Linked DNA regions of Bombyx mori: region 2 is linked to region 1. Evidence: chromatin contacts called from public Hi-C data. All regions are on one chromosome and are shown on one strand. The core of a region is the stretch at or near the end of the contact, and the rest is flanking DNA. Distances in the headings are between cores, read along the strand shown.

What was found. Hi-C and Micro-C count contacts between places; a contact is called where the count stands out from the background.
Region 2: a Hi-C map of middle silk gland shows a contact between it and region 1, with 1.7 times the contacts expected there. The contact joins the enhancer-like site here to the promoter of LOC101736219 in region 1. A contact is called at or near these places in 3 of 7 Hi-C or Micro-C datasets (middle silk gland and whole pupa).

Annotation. Positions count from the first base shown.
Region 1 is chr26:9,959,693-9,967,401 of ASM3026992v2, forward strand. It overlaps LOC101736219 (C-terminal-binding protein), which reads left to right and starts at 2,668. Exons shown (of 14, transcript XM_062676354.1): 1 at 2,668-3,201. It overlaps LOC101742668 (E3 ubiquitin-protein transferase MAEA), which reads right to left and starts at 1,765. Exons shown (of 10, transcript XM_012691475.4): 1 at 1,412-1,765; 2 at 1,135-1,222. The coding sequence starts at 1,173.
Region 2 is chr26:10,009,778-10,017,486 of ASM3026992v2, forward strand. It overlaps LOC101736219 (C-terminal-binding protein), which reads left to right. Exons shown (of 14, transcript XM_062676354.1): 2 at 3,664-3,705. Among protein-coding and RNA genes, the nearest start is that of LOC101736219, 51 kb to the left of the region's middle. Within about 2 kb of position 2,849, at least 6 of the 8 cell types and tissues checked have open chromatin away from gene starts, as enhancers often do.

The DNA.
Region 1 (7,709 bases), core at 1,418-3,917:
CCCATATCAATGGATGTAAGAACGCTGAGAAGACTATTACAAGTTACTAAAGAAGCATCCATTCATTGCCAAAATTCAGTAGGCATGTTTACCATCACTGGTCTAATTGCGGGACTTCACCTCTACAACCAAAAACTCACCATCTACTACTAGTAGCACCACTAGTCCTAGATGATGATGATAATGACTACTAGTCCTAGTAGTATCTATGACATAATTATGTTGCCTACATTAGTTTCACTTTGTTTATTATAATTAAATTTTTTCTGGTAATCACTACATAGCTGCTAAAATTTGTCAATTTGTCTAATTTAAAATGGTAATATATTTAGCATGTGAATTAATTACTAAATATTACTGTTATTATTATATTGTATTGTATTATATTATTATATACATTGTAAAATGTAGAAACTATAAAATAAAAAAAAATTCTTTGATGGAAGAAATGATCCAAACACCTGTTTAGAAAAGTTTGCAAGTAAGCTAACCTGTTTTTATTGCAAAAATAAATATCTATTTAAGCATTATTATCAGACCTCACCAAGCAGTCAATGACTTCATCTGAGATGCTTATGCCATTGTTACAACATTTGTTCACAATATTAATTTTCTACATCATGTTCTCGGTCATTTTATATCATCTAAATTATTCTAAATATATGCTATACTCATTTCCTTATTTGCTTATACTTCCTATATACCAAAAATAAATTAATGGCGTTTTAAACTGTGCAGTTGGTTTATTTTTACAGTTAGTTTTAATTAGTTTTTAGCTTTTAGTTGGTTAGTTTTTAGCTTTTAGTTGGTTAGTTTTTAGCTTTTAGTTGGTTTAGTTTTTAGTTTTGATGGTTTATTGTTTTTAGAAATTATATGTGCTACCTATACTTGCGAGCTTACAATATGCCCTACCATCAATACAATGCTTAATTATGCTTGATATTGCAATATCAAGTCCTTTTTGTGATAAACTTAATTTGTAATATATAAAAAAATATTGGAGTTTCGTAATTTAAGAATAGTTTTTTGCCATATTTTTTATACTCGAATATTCGAGGCTTTTAAATCGATCTGTTTCGATCCATCATGTAGAAAAAGGGCTGATGTCATTTTTATAGACAATTTTAAACTTACCTTCAATGTCGCATGCTCCATAGATTTGATCTCATTCATTTTGAAAACGATATTCGTCTGAGCGGGCTGATGATTGCAAAATTATGACCTATATAAATAAAAACAAAACTCAGCTGACTTAATATTTGTAAATGGACGCAAAACCACGACGTAATGAATACTTGCAATATAATTAATTCCGCAATGTAATGGAAACTTTTCAAAAACAAATAATTTCACTTGAAATCTGATTTCATGATAGTTCATTAAGCGTAAAATCCGAATAAATAATACTAACTCTAATTCATTGAATTCGAGCCTTTAATCAACTCCTTGCGTTGTGGGTATCTTTTTCTTTTGACAAACAAATGTTCCTGTGGTTCATCAGCCAGCGAGTTGAGCAAGCTAAATTTGTATTTTGTCTCTGTCATTTGCAAGCGATTTCACAGAGATGAAGGATTGATTTTCAAGTTCAAAAATAGTTGCCTGCTGAGTTCAACAGTTGTTTTCTTTCCTCTAAAACTCTTCCATTTAAAGATTAAAACAACTGTTTTCGCAATCTCCTCCAGTATCTCTTTATCTTAATATATGTATAATTTGCCCAATAATTGTAATTTCTTCCCCAGAAACAGCTTTTAATGAAGAAAATTTCTCAAGTCTTCTTTATTTCAGAACGCAAACCAAAGACAATACATTCTTATTTTTTTCAGTATGGCAGACGGTTTTTTTAAGATGTCATTGCTGCCAGTATCGAGTTTAGTTCTTCAATTTTTATGATTCACATACCTACATTTTTAATTCGAAAAATGAAAAGGAGCGGAATGAAAAAGTTGAACTATCGGCAATACCAAAAGGAAATTGAATGAAATCAAATAAAATGTAATGACATGAGATGAAATGAAATAATAAGCTGGATTTCAGTACTCTGACTTTTAGGAAGGACCCGAGTATATCCCATCATAATTTTGGCTATCTATGATTTATACATGCTTGTCACAGATATTTTAATAATATGGAACAAGATTCAGAAATTAACATACTAATGCTGAAAAAAACTATTTGTATAAGGTAACTGCATAATATATTCCGTCCGTGTTAATTATTCTTCTATTTTAACGTTAAGATAATAACAAAATGTTGGATTGTGTACCCAATATGTTAATATTACTATTTGTTACTACGTGTTATTACTACTTACAATTATTTGAAATAAAACTAGTCCGATGTTTATCCACTCTTCCACCGGAGACTTATTGCAGTGTGCTAAAAAGTAACCCATCAGAAACTACTCCACAAAAGTCATGACCCTCAGCGGTGAGGATACAAGAAGTAAGAAGGAAGATAGAAGCCGGAAGGCCAGATTCCAACGCACAGCTAAAGGTATTTGACTTGTACGTTTTGAACTTCCCCCGCAAGTTAGTGGAAACTTAATGAATCATTCGTCCAATCCTAACTTTTTTTATTTTTTTTGTTGCCGTTGTAGGTAGACGAGCATATGGCCCACCTGATGGTGATTGGTTATGGTTTAAGCCAAGCGACGAATTCAAACGACGTTGTTTGTGTCCAAAATTGAATTGATTGATTGTTAAAAATATCAAATATGTTTATAGTTTTATATCTATATTGAATTTTAACGATAGGGTAATTTGTAATAGTTATTTCTGTAAAAAAATCAAATATATTTTTGTGTTTGTGTAGATTTAAAAGTTAAATTTTACTGAAGGCGACGAAATCGGTTTTAAGCAAAATCGACTACAACAAAGCCGTCAAATTACTTGTCATAGACAAATATTAACTGACTCTACCATTATTTGTCAGCATCGGCGCGTCAGCGCGTCACTTTCGTTACGCAAATCCGCCATTTTGTATGTAGCTGGCGGTGCTTCGCGGCTTAGTTTCTTCGTTTAGTGAATTTACCTACGATAAACTGAAGAACTTTCTTCTAACTGACTCAGCAAGCCGGCTGTTCATAAAATTGACGATTTTGTGATTTTAGTTTACTCATATACCTTGTGCATTCGTGATTTGTGAGTGTCCTGTAATAGGAGCGCGTGGCTGGTCTTTGTTGTTGGATTTCGCTTATTTACGGTAAGTTAATTTTCTAAACGACTTAAATTTTGGTGATGCGAGGTATAAACTCGAAGTGTTATTTATGTTGACTTTGACGAAATTGCTAAGTTGAAAGTAGCGTCGAAGCGGATAGTATCGGTGCGCGGTGATTGCCTCGCCGTGGCGATGAGGACCGACGACATTCCCGCGGCGACGCCGACGCGTCATCTCTTGCTCGCACGAGAACGTGTTGATCGTGATTCGGCTATTCTAGAAAACTCTACCTAGAATTTAGACTCATATTACTTAACACTAATAGTCGTTAAAATGAGAATCAAGCATTTAGTTCGGTTTCAATAAACTTGTGACAATTGTGAGGTTGTGATGTGTGTGAGCTGATAACTCTGGAATTTGTACAATTAAATGTCACGAGGTGAGATTGGCCGAAATATTGTTTACGATGCTACAAAATAACAAAACTTTTAAACATGAACCGAGTGTCTATTTGCAAATTTTGCTATTATAAAAATACTTTTGAGGTAACACAACTAAAATATTTAAATCACTAATATTAAATCAAGTACACAACTAAACTGGCGGAAAGCAATATAAAGTTATTTTAACTAAAAAGAAAATATGAATTTCTCTTACAAAAAATTTGAAAATTATTTAGAATAACAGCACTCAAGATATTGATACTGATGAAAGATACTACTTCTACAACTTTTATTTTCTAAAACACTAAAATGTTCTTCGGAATGATTAGTCACTCATTTAACTTTGCTATTGCAAATCGATGAAAGTTTGGATTTGGATCTTAACTATCCCTAAATATACATTGTGTTTTAATATTATGTGAACTTTTCATAGCCTTTAGAAATAAAACTTAAAACAGAAATCTTTTTTTAAATGTTTCATATGATTAAGTAAATACAGTTTAAGGAATGAATAATTTAATTGATTTATATTTCTGGATATATTTACCCAGACTTCTAGGTCTTCTTAATCGCAAAAATAATCAAGAGAAAATTAAACTTCTTCAAGTCGAACAGTAATGTGGTAATTTGTTTTGTGTTGGTTTATCTAACTGAATTATTCATTTTCATTTCATTCATTTAAATCAAATTAAGTTAATTATTGTATTGTAGTCTTGATACTCATTAAATAAGCAGGGTCCTTTAAAGATAAACAGGAGCCGACCTAATTTTACTGTCTCTAATATATTGTATCCTCCATACTTTAGTGGATTGTGTGTCAATATAGATTGTAAAAGGGCAAATATTGGCCAATGACAATATCATGATTGGTGTGTGTGTATATACTAGGGCAAAACTGTCACTTATGTACATATTAGTTATACTAATTATATGTAATTATTAAATTAACAATATAGAGCAACATATTTTCATTAAAAAGTCAGATTGTTTAAAATCCTCTGGACAATGAGTGAACCTTTAATGTATTAGCTTATCATCTATTTATGAGAAATGACGGTGTAGTGGTGAAGTTTATGTTAGTGGTGAGATTTTTCTGTTTATTAGCTGGGCAGAGCACGAATAGTATTCTATGACAGAATTAAATTTAATTACATGTGCTTACTCGTATAAGTCATACAAAATATTGATTTAAATAAAAAGAAATTGTTCATACATGGACTGGCATCATGTTCCTCCTAGTCAAGTGGTTATCGGAACCTAAAAACTACAATTGTGCAGTTTTTCATCTTGAAACATAAAATGTAAATCTCAGTAGAACTCTAATTATTGTGGCTAATAGATATGACAGAGTAATGACCATGGTGGTCCTCTGTGCTTAGTATAGGTATTAGAACGAAATGAGGTGAGCGATTAGAGAGTTTGCAGACAGTTCCCGCAGAAGTTAGTAATAACTTGGGGCTGCAAGACCCCTTTTAGTCTCACTTTGGAATAAGCTTCCCTCCACAGTGTTTTCTGAGCGCTATGACTTGTCCTTCTTCAAACGAGGCTTGTGGAGAATACTCAATGGTAGGCAGCGGCTTGGCTCTGCCCCTGGCATTGCTGAAGTCCATGGGCGATGGTAATCACTCACCGTCAGGTGAGGCGTATGCTCGTATGCCTACAAGGGCAATAAAAAAAAAAGAAAAAAACTTCCATCAACTTTAAGCACTAAGAATTTAAGTGTAGTATGTAGTTAAAATATATATTTCTATGGTTCATGATTGAGTTTCATAATCATAGGAATTATTTTACTTCAAATTTGTTCCATAAAATTGTCATTTTTCTTTTAGCAACCGAGCATAATTTGCCAACCCAATTTTTTACATAGCAAAGTTTAAGTGGCTATTTCTACCCGTCCGTCAATTGGATGATAAACGTATAATGGCACCTAACAATAGTTACATGTATGCGAGTGTCGGCACTTGCGTCTTATCTTCACGTATGTATGATTATACCGTGAAGTTGGCCTTGAAGTCATCAGTAGAAAATTTCTTAGTAAAAAAAAAACAAAATGTGTGCAATTCACACGTGGTAGAAGTGAAACCTTCCAAAATTAAAATACAATTATCCTAAACGTCTTAAGTATATGAAAATTTTTGTCATTAGTAAATAATTGTAAGGTAACGCACTCTGTGAATTGATATTTTAATTTCACGTATAATCCTAAATTAAAATTCACTACAAGAGCTTTCATACACACGTTAGTATTAAATCTCACAGATGGCGCTGTATTAAATAGTATGTATATTTCTGTCTCATTCTTTGCTGGCTTCATCCTACACATTTTTGTATTTGTGTCTCTTACCTGTCGTTTTTTCCGTTGCATCCGGTTTGAAATCACAACAATTCTAAAGAAGTTTTCCTTCGATCAATAATAGTACTAGATTACGGATCAGGAACAAAAATAAGACGCTCCAGTGGCCACGTTTGCAGACACGAAAACATCTTCATTTCTTAGAAAAAAGTTTAATAATGTTAACGACTTCAGTTTATTATAAACCTTAAGACTTAAACATAAAGTTTAATTACCATTGCAAAATATATGTATTTAGGTCCTTTCGTCAGAAAAAGAATATTATGGAATAAATTTAAAATGTCACTTGAACATAAAAAGTCATCAGTACAAAAATATTTATTCTAAAATGATACTTAAAGCCTAATTTATAAGGTTAAAAATATTTGTTTAAAATTTCGTGCTTATTGTATTGTGGAACTAGATGTAGTTCTTGGTATTACATTTCAATGCTCAGAACACAGTAAGTATTGAAAGACATAGAGTTGCAGAATATACATATTTGTTTTAGGTTTGTTTTGTATGGTCGCAACTATTTTTGACCGATTCAAAAAAGTAGTAGATAATATTTTACATTGCCGCTATTACAACAAATAGGTGATAAAAAATAAAATTGAATAAAGTAAAAAAAATATGAAAGGAAACACGAAACATGTTTTCCACGTATTCTTTATACAGAAGTTATTAAAACAATAATGTAGGTTTAATTAACTTTAAACAGATTCAGTTTGTTATAAAGCTGTCTTTTAGAAGTCATTTTTATATGAGCGGTTTCTTTTTTACAAATATAATGTAATCTTATATCAATGAATTTTTCTATAATCAGTTTAATTTAGGCTTATTTTATGGCTGTGTTCGTTTCCCCCAGAAAACAAATCCTTTTCAGCATATACGCTTAAAATATTTACACATACATATTATAAAGTTTTTTTAATACTTTTTTGCATTGATTTGCCACCACCATTGAACAATTCTAGAATTTTTATAAGAGTTCTATATTTCTTCTCCTCTTTCTTTCGCGACAATATATATCCATTGTGCACAGCGACAAGGGGCTACTAGGAAATCTACAAACAAAAATAACATTATAAAATAACAAAACTACTCTATGCATTCCCTGTCCAAGAATAGGTGATGTTTGTTACATTAGTTGGTGCCTTGTTGCAAACATTGGCCAAACAATTACAATATTCGTAAATTGTGTTTTATTTACAATATAATTGTGTTTATTATTTTATGAAAAACACTTAATAATATAAATTTACCAAAAAAATATATTCCTTCCAAAACCTTGGTGTTACGGTGGTTTTTTACTCCGTTTTTGAACGCGCAGTGCAGCGTTTTGACGTCTTAGTGTTGGCTATGATTGGACCATACTAATTTGAAATAAGACCACAAATAAATTTGTGGTCTTATTTTTCGGGCCGCTTTTGAAGCGCTAATCGCGAATCTAGTAGTATTATTGATCGAAGAAGTTTTCACTTCAAAAATATGTTAAGAAAAGTCGATTAAATATTTTTAGTTGAAAGTTAAATTTCAAATAAGTAAATGAAGACGTCACATAAAATATCAATTATCTATTTTGAATTACTAGCGCGTAATTAGGAAAAAGCCAAACTGGAAAGAGTGGATAGGATTTATTTAATACAATACCAATAACAGGCGCCATCAAAAAAGCTTTGAATAGTTTGAATCGGTTTATGTTTGAAGATGCGACAGAGTCATACATAGGCTTGAACTTTAAAAAATACTAAAGGTCCCGCAGTAGTTGAAATTCG
Region 2 (7,709 bases), core at 1,599-4,098, 50 kb after region 1:
TTAATAAAGACAAACAATATTTAATCTATTCTTAACTTGACAACAGACGTCAAGTCAAGTTTGACAATAAATAGTATGCATGCGTGTGTGCCTCAAATACATGGAATGTAGTGTGTGTAATGTTTTCTTTATTGATTTAATGTATCTTTTATGCATTATTTTTAAAAAAATATTAGCATTGTGCACTTCTTCTCTATATTCTGTAAGTGTAGAAAATTTCATACTCCTCCGTCCGCGCAATTTTCGTAAAAAGGGATACAAAGTTTTTGCTTCACGTATTAATATATAGATAATGTATTTAATTAATGTTTTCTGTTTTGCAAATTTGAAACGAACGATACGAACACACGTGATTTCCATTAAATTGTATTTAACCGGTACCATAAAAAATATGTCAATTGCTTTTTTCAACATATTTCGATGTTCGACTAATTTTCGACTCTGTCATTAGTATTAATGTTTCGTGAAATTCATACACAAAGTACACATTGAAACATAGAATCTCCAATTAAGAAATGTTTTGTGTTATTTCATATAGGCTTAAATAATAATTTCATTATTTAAGGATCATGATGTTCATGATTTCCGATAACTAGATAAGTTCAGGTTTTTTTTTATTGCCTTTGTAGGCAGTCGAGCATACGGTCCACCTGATGGTGAGTGGTTACCGTCGCCCATGGACTTCAGCAATGCCAGGGGCAGAGCCAAGCCGCTGCCTACCACGGTGGGCCCTGAGCTTATTCGTCCACCCAAGAAAATATAAAATGATAATTACATAAAATATAAAAAGAAGTACATAGTTTGCACGTTTGAATCCTTTCAATAATTATTAATAGTTTTGTGTTATTTGCTCAATTTACTATATTCAATTATATATTTGATTACATTATTCAATCACTCGATTTCGTTTGTAAATAACAGATGTTAAAATATTTTAAAATCCTCGTTTTTTAAGCCATCGATCGTTATCGACTAGCGTTACTACTTACTTAGTTACGTTGCTCTTATAAGTAATGCTTATTAATTCTCTTCGACTATTTGGCGGGAACGCGAGGAGTGAAGTTGTGTGATTTGTTTTATTTTCTCTATTTAGTGTTTCTTCAGGTTTAAATGTGTAATAACGGTGGTTTTTTAACTGTTTAATATCTGTGAAAGTGCACAAATGTGGGAAATGAAACAAAGCCGCTGGACGTAACTTCACGGGATCCTCCAAAAAGCCCACTGAAAAAATCTCAGTAAATGACCACCATTTTACTGAGATTATATTTCATCTCATCTTATTTCATTTAATTTCATCCCAGTTGATTAATGTCTCAATCATTTTCATTTCATTTCATTTCACTCCTTATAATTAAGAATATAAATTAAAATAAGACATGACTTAAAGGTCTTAGTTACCAAGTCACAAAATGCCTAAAAAAATTAAAAAAAAAAAAGTGTGTGTGTCCGCTCCGACGCACGACTGGAGTTTACTGGATATAAAAAATTAAACGAAACAATACGAGAAATAGTTCTATATTACGACAACACGATACACTACAGATTATTAACAAATTAACGAGACACAAAACAAACGACTAACAAATATATGAAAATACAATAATGAGAGAAACGCGCGATCAGTACGAGGCTTTGTGGCGGACTGCCGGCGCAGCAGCCCGGCGTCACCTGCGATAACGCGGCCGCGCGTTGGCTCCTGATTGGCGCGCGCACGCATCACGCAATCAGGAGCCAATCAGGCGCATAACGCATTTCGTGTGACATGCTAGTACGATTTTGGTCCCCATAATTTTCATACCCCGGGCCTATATATGTAAATCGATTCTAAAGGAGTAAACTCCAAAAAGTGTGTGTGTCCGCTCCGACGCACGACTGGAGTTTACTGGATATAAATATAAATTTGTGTCAGTTGAATACAGTAAAATATGGAAGTTACGTATTCTAGTGAGAATGATCCGGGAGTTGCGGAACACGTGGATGCGGTAATTAAGTAAGTCTATATAATTCACTTTTACAATTAATATATAAGTTGTCCATTCACTGATAGAAGGAATTGTTTATATTTAATAAGCTTTATTAATAAATGATTTGTAGCGGGTTATATTCGGGTATCAACCCACTAACAGTTGATACGTTCAGGAATCGAACCCGAACGGCGTCCGACCACAAGCAAAACGATGTCGGTAAATTAAACGAAACAATACGAGAAATAGTTCTATATTACGACAACACGATACACTACAGATTATTAACAAATTAACGAGACACAAAACAAACGACTAACAAATATATGAAAATACAATAATGAGAGAAACGCGCGATCAGTACGAGGCTTTGTGGCGGACTGCCGGCGCAGCAGCCCGGCGTCACCTGCGATAACGCGGCCGCGCGTTGGCTCCTGATTGGCGCGCGCACGCATCACGCAATCAGGAGCCAATCAGGCGCATAACGCATTTCGTGTGACATGCTATACTCTCTAGTACGATTTTGGTCCCCATAATTTTCATACCCCGGGCCTATATATGTAAATCGATTCTTAAGGAGTAAACTCCAATAGTTCTCTTCAATTCTCTTACGTCTAAAGAGCGTCAACGAATGTGATTTATTTTGACTGACGTCACACGACTTCGGACGGCACGGCTATTTAGATACCGAAGTCGAATTCTTTACGTCGAACCATTGAATTCCAATGGTTTTAGGCGCTAGCTATAAATTTACCATTTTTTTGTTTGTTTATCCCTGCATTCGGTCGAATATAGTAGTTACGTATTCAGAAATTGCTGTGTCATTCGGCGTCTAAAAATATTGCTCTTGGCACGGTATGGATAGGACGGCGTTTACTCTTTGAACTATGGCCAAGTTTATATTATGTCGGGGTGCAGCAGCGCCGTTATCAAGTTTAGTGCTTCGTGATAGCTTATCAGTTGTTATTGATCGTAATTATTTTATTGGGTTAGCGGTGTGGTTGTTTGAGGTTTTTTTTTCATTTTCTTTATAGTAATGTTCATGTTCTATTTGAAAACAATGAGCTAAGAAATTCATGTAAATTTAGTTAGTGTTTACTTTCAAAAGTAATGAAAATATTATGTTTTTTTTTATTGCCCTTGTAGGCAGACGAGCATACGGCCCAGCTGATGATGAGTGGTTACCATCGCCCATGGACTTCAGCAATGCCAGGGGCAGAGTCAAGCCGCTGCCTACCACCTATGTATAGTTTAAATGTTAAAGTTTGACTAAATTACTTTTGAAAATGTAAGGTTGACGTAATTAAGTAGTTCAAAAATATTAAGTTTTTAACACACAATAATCTTCTTTACCCAACGTTTAAGAGATGGATGGAGCGCTCGAAACTTTGCGAGATCTTTTTGTTTCAACGTTAAAAGTGCGGCGCGGCGGGGAGGAGAGGCAGGCAGGCAGGCGGCTTGTCCCAGGGCCGTAAACCGACCTCCAGCAAGGCCATGCCCGGCCGGCACTTATTGATTTTTTATGCGCATTGTCCATTTCAACGTAACTACTACAACGCCCCACATTTTCGGACGCTCGCGTTTCCCGGCCGACGGCGACGCGACGGGCGATAACTCAATTCTAAATCAAGTTATTGTTCGGGCTAATTGGCAATTTGCGTTGACCTTAAATATTGATCGACCTCTGTTTTGATTTCAGGTTGTGGGACAGTGAAACGTGTCTACGTATACTAACTACAAAGTAAGTCACAAACAGTATTATGAATTTCAATTAACGTATTTCATTACTATAAATATAACAACAGAGAAATACGTTTACTATATCTTTTTTTTTTATTGCCCTTGTAGGCAGACGAGCATACGGACCACCTGATGGTGAATGGTTACCGTCGCCCATGGACTTCAGCAATGCCAGGGGCAGAGCCAAGCCGCTGCCTGCCGCTTAATACTTAATATCTGCGTTCGATAATAATTAAATAATATATTAACGGACAAAAACTTTGTCTTTTCAATTTATGGATTGACCCCCAAATTTTGGTCTAGTCTCATGTAACAAGTAGTAGGTCATCAGTGTTTTATCCCGCATGTTCTAATTATGAATTCGTCTCGGTAAGTTAGCAGTGAATTAAGTTAATTGAACGCGTTCGAAGCATTACTGATTGCCTTTATTATACTTGTACTCCCTAGAACTCGAGACGGGAGTACTGATTCTCCGAAGTTCTAAATTGGTTTGTCTTTGAGCAACGACCCACAAGTGCGTCGTGAGCGTTCATAAAGTCTCGTAGTTTCTGGAATTCGCGTGTCATTGGATCCGCGCAACAAATAATATTGTTATCGTGTCGTGTCACGGTGCTAGATCACGTGCACGGTGATAGAAGATTGTTTTACACCGCGTCTCTTTATGCTGTACTGGTGGTAGGACCTCTTGTGAGTCCGCGCGGGTAGGTACCACCACTCCGCCTATTTCTGCCGTGAAGCAGTAACGCGTTTCGGTTCGAAGGGCGGGGCAGCCGTTGTAACTATACTGAGACTTTAGAACTTGTATCTCAAGGTGGGTGGCGCGTCTACGTTGTAGATGTCTATGGGCTCCAGTAGCCACTTAACATCCGGTGGGCTGAGCTCTACGCAAGTATTGTACATACAAACTATCAATATTGTCCCCCACAGTGAATTGGTTCTGTAGGTAATTAGTGCGAATAGTATGAAGGAGCAAACATTAGGTTCGTTTGTGTTACACTCTACATTTAACCGTGCCATTCTCGCGCGCACACGTATGTATATCTGTTAATAATAATTGCGATTGTGTCTGGTTGTACGTGCGCGTCGCAGTTATGGCGCAGTTGCCGGGCGGTTCGAACCTCCCCGCACTTCTCACGCCCCCACGGCGGGCGACCTGCAGATCTGCTTCAACGCAGCAACACAAATCTTGAGATGAAATACCATTCGGTTGCATTCATTCAGCGACGGTTGAATGGGGGGTATCCGGTTAACGCATGAATAGCGACATCATCGCACATACACGGACACTTGTTCACAATCGCATGGACCAGAGGAACATTGCCGAGCATACGTGTAGACACGTTCGAATCGAAATGTCACAAGCAAGAATGTAATCTTATCTAGAGCGTTTTTTTTTCGCCGAGATGGCAACTGTATTGTTCGTAGGGACGCGCTTACGTGAACCGGTTGTTTATTCAGTAGACAACTGAGCTCTCATATTGTTATGAACCAGAGTTAATGTTTCATGAAAAGTATTGAATCTGTGACTCGAAATAATGTTATTACATACATGTGAATTAACTGTTGGTACGAAGTTCCTTATGGGACTATGCAGAGGGGTACCCTAACCGGGAAAAAACGTCCGTAACGTAAGATTTTTATTAGTAATGCACACAGTGTACGACCTAACTTTGTAATAACGTACAAATTAGTAATGCACACAGTGTACGACTTACCTTTGTAATAACGTACGAAAAATAACATTATTTTATCATTAATTGGCCACGATCTCAGAGCGTTCGTTTGCGCAATACACTAACTCTTATGCAAACAACCATGAATGAAGTATACCACAATAAGTTCGCACGTTACCGAAAGACCGTGGGTTGTTGCGAAACCTCCAGTTTTATTTTCTTTATACCTCGAATAGAACTTAATTTTTATATTTTTATAATAAGGAACTTCGTTCCTATCCGGTGTCCCACGACACCACACATCTTTTTATTCATTGAGGCAATTTTGACTTGAATACTATTAGGTTCTTACCTAAATTATATAATGAACGTTTGACCTCATGTGTCAAGGTAGACAGCAGCATTCTCGTCGTGATGCTTATGGGTTCCGTTAACCATTTAAAACCACGTTTACCATAGAATCATAATCAGGTGGCTAACTTCGGTTAAACTCAAAATAAAACAAAAGGTGGGGGAATCAAACGAAGCTTATTTACAAGACGTGAGGTGCACGGTGACGGTTTGATATCATATCATAATAAATTAGACAAAATTGAAGTTCACATTTTGATAATAAATATGTTTGTACTTATTATAAAAACGGAAACATTTAAAACAAAACAATTTCATAGTTTAATGATTTAAACAGCTTGTTTTGTAGCAATTTTGCACTTTTGGTATTGTTTTGTAAAATTTGCATTGGTGTACACACCGTGTTGTGTGTTTAATGATGTCATTTGCAGTACGCCGGCTTCGAGAATTACCACTTGAATAAATTTGTAGTTTATTAATTCGTATTATATAATTAAAATTTTACGGTTTATTTTTATATCAATGTCTGAGTTTTAATTTTTCTAAAATGTTTGCTTCATTTTTGTGAACTGAAAAAAAAGTGCTTGTTTAAATCCAATAGCAATATAAAATTTTCAACCAACGATAGTCATCCTTCGGTGTTTTAATAATTCACTACGGCAGACTATTTACTGTCAGAGACGGTCATTAGTTAGCTAAACGAAACGCAGCACGATTCCCGAGAGATGGAAGCACGATTGCAGTTTCGTCGGAACTTGGCTAACTTCGTTCTTTTTTTATTGCTTAGATGGGTGGACGAGCTCACAGCCGACCTGGTGTTAAGTGGTTACTGAAGCCCATAGACATCTATAACGTAAATGTGACACCCACCTCGAGATATAAGTTCTAAGGTCTCAGTATAGTTCAACGGCTGCCCCACCCTTCGAACCGAAACGCATTACTGCTTCACGGCGGAAATAGGCGGGGTGGTGGCTACCACCAGTGATTACGCAAATTATAATTTTGCGGGTTTGATTTTTATTACACGATGTTATTCCTTCACCGTGGAAGTCAATCGTGAACATTTGTTGGTACGTATTTCATTAGAAAAATTGGTACCCGCCTGCGGGATTCGAACAGCGGTGCATCGCTACATACGAATGCACCGGACGCCTTATCTTTTAGGCCACGACAACTTGCTACGACAGAGCCTAGCTCATGGAGGCGCGTAGACGCCATCACACTTACCAACCAGCCTTCTTGAAGAGCGGTGCCTCCGTCCTAAGAACTGTCATTCGTTTTCGTTTGCTAACGTCAAGAGACGATTTCTAAATTGTTTTAAGACAGCAAACGTGATTGGTGTACTTATTTTTCTTAGCTCGATCACCCTATTCGCCCCCACGATGTCTGACGATGGTGTTTATAATTGTGACGTCTGCGATACATATTGTGTATGTCCAATTTAAAGTCATCAACTATTCAAAAGACATCGGCTACAATCATCGTGTCGCTGTATGTTCGGCAACTGGTTTAAAAGGTCGGACATTGAATTAGTTTCGAAGTTTTAAATTGAAAATAGCTAGTTTTTCCTTTTTGGAAAGTATTAATCTTGAAAACAATATTTGGTTTTGGTAGAATGCAAATGTGTAATATTAAAACGTCTCAAATTAAAAAAAAACTTTTCTAGTTTTTCTAGAAATATCTATACCCGACACTGTATGTTTCCAATTATTTGTGATAATAATACCTGTGTACTAAACTTTGATGTCAGCTTGACAGTTGACGAAAAAAAAAGAAACTTAGTAATATCTATTTTCAGTTGACCCTGTTAAATAAAAATAAATATTTTAATTTAAATAAAAAATCGTTTAAATCGCAGTGTTTTGACCTCGTTATTGCTTTTTTAAATTTATCGTTTATATTGAATATATTAATATTCAAATTGTAATAAAAAATTGTCTATGCATATCTATCTGGATTTATCCGGTTTAGTTATTTTAGA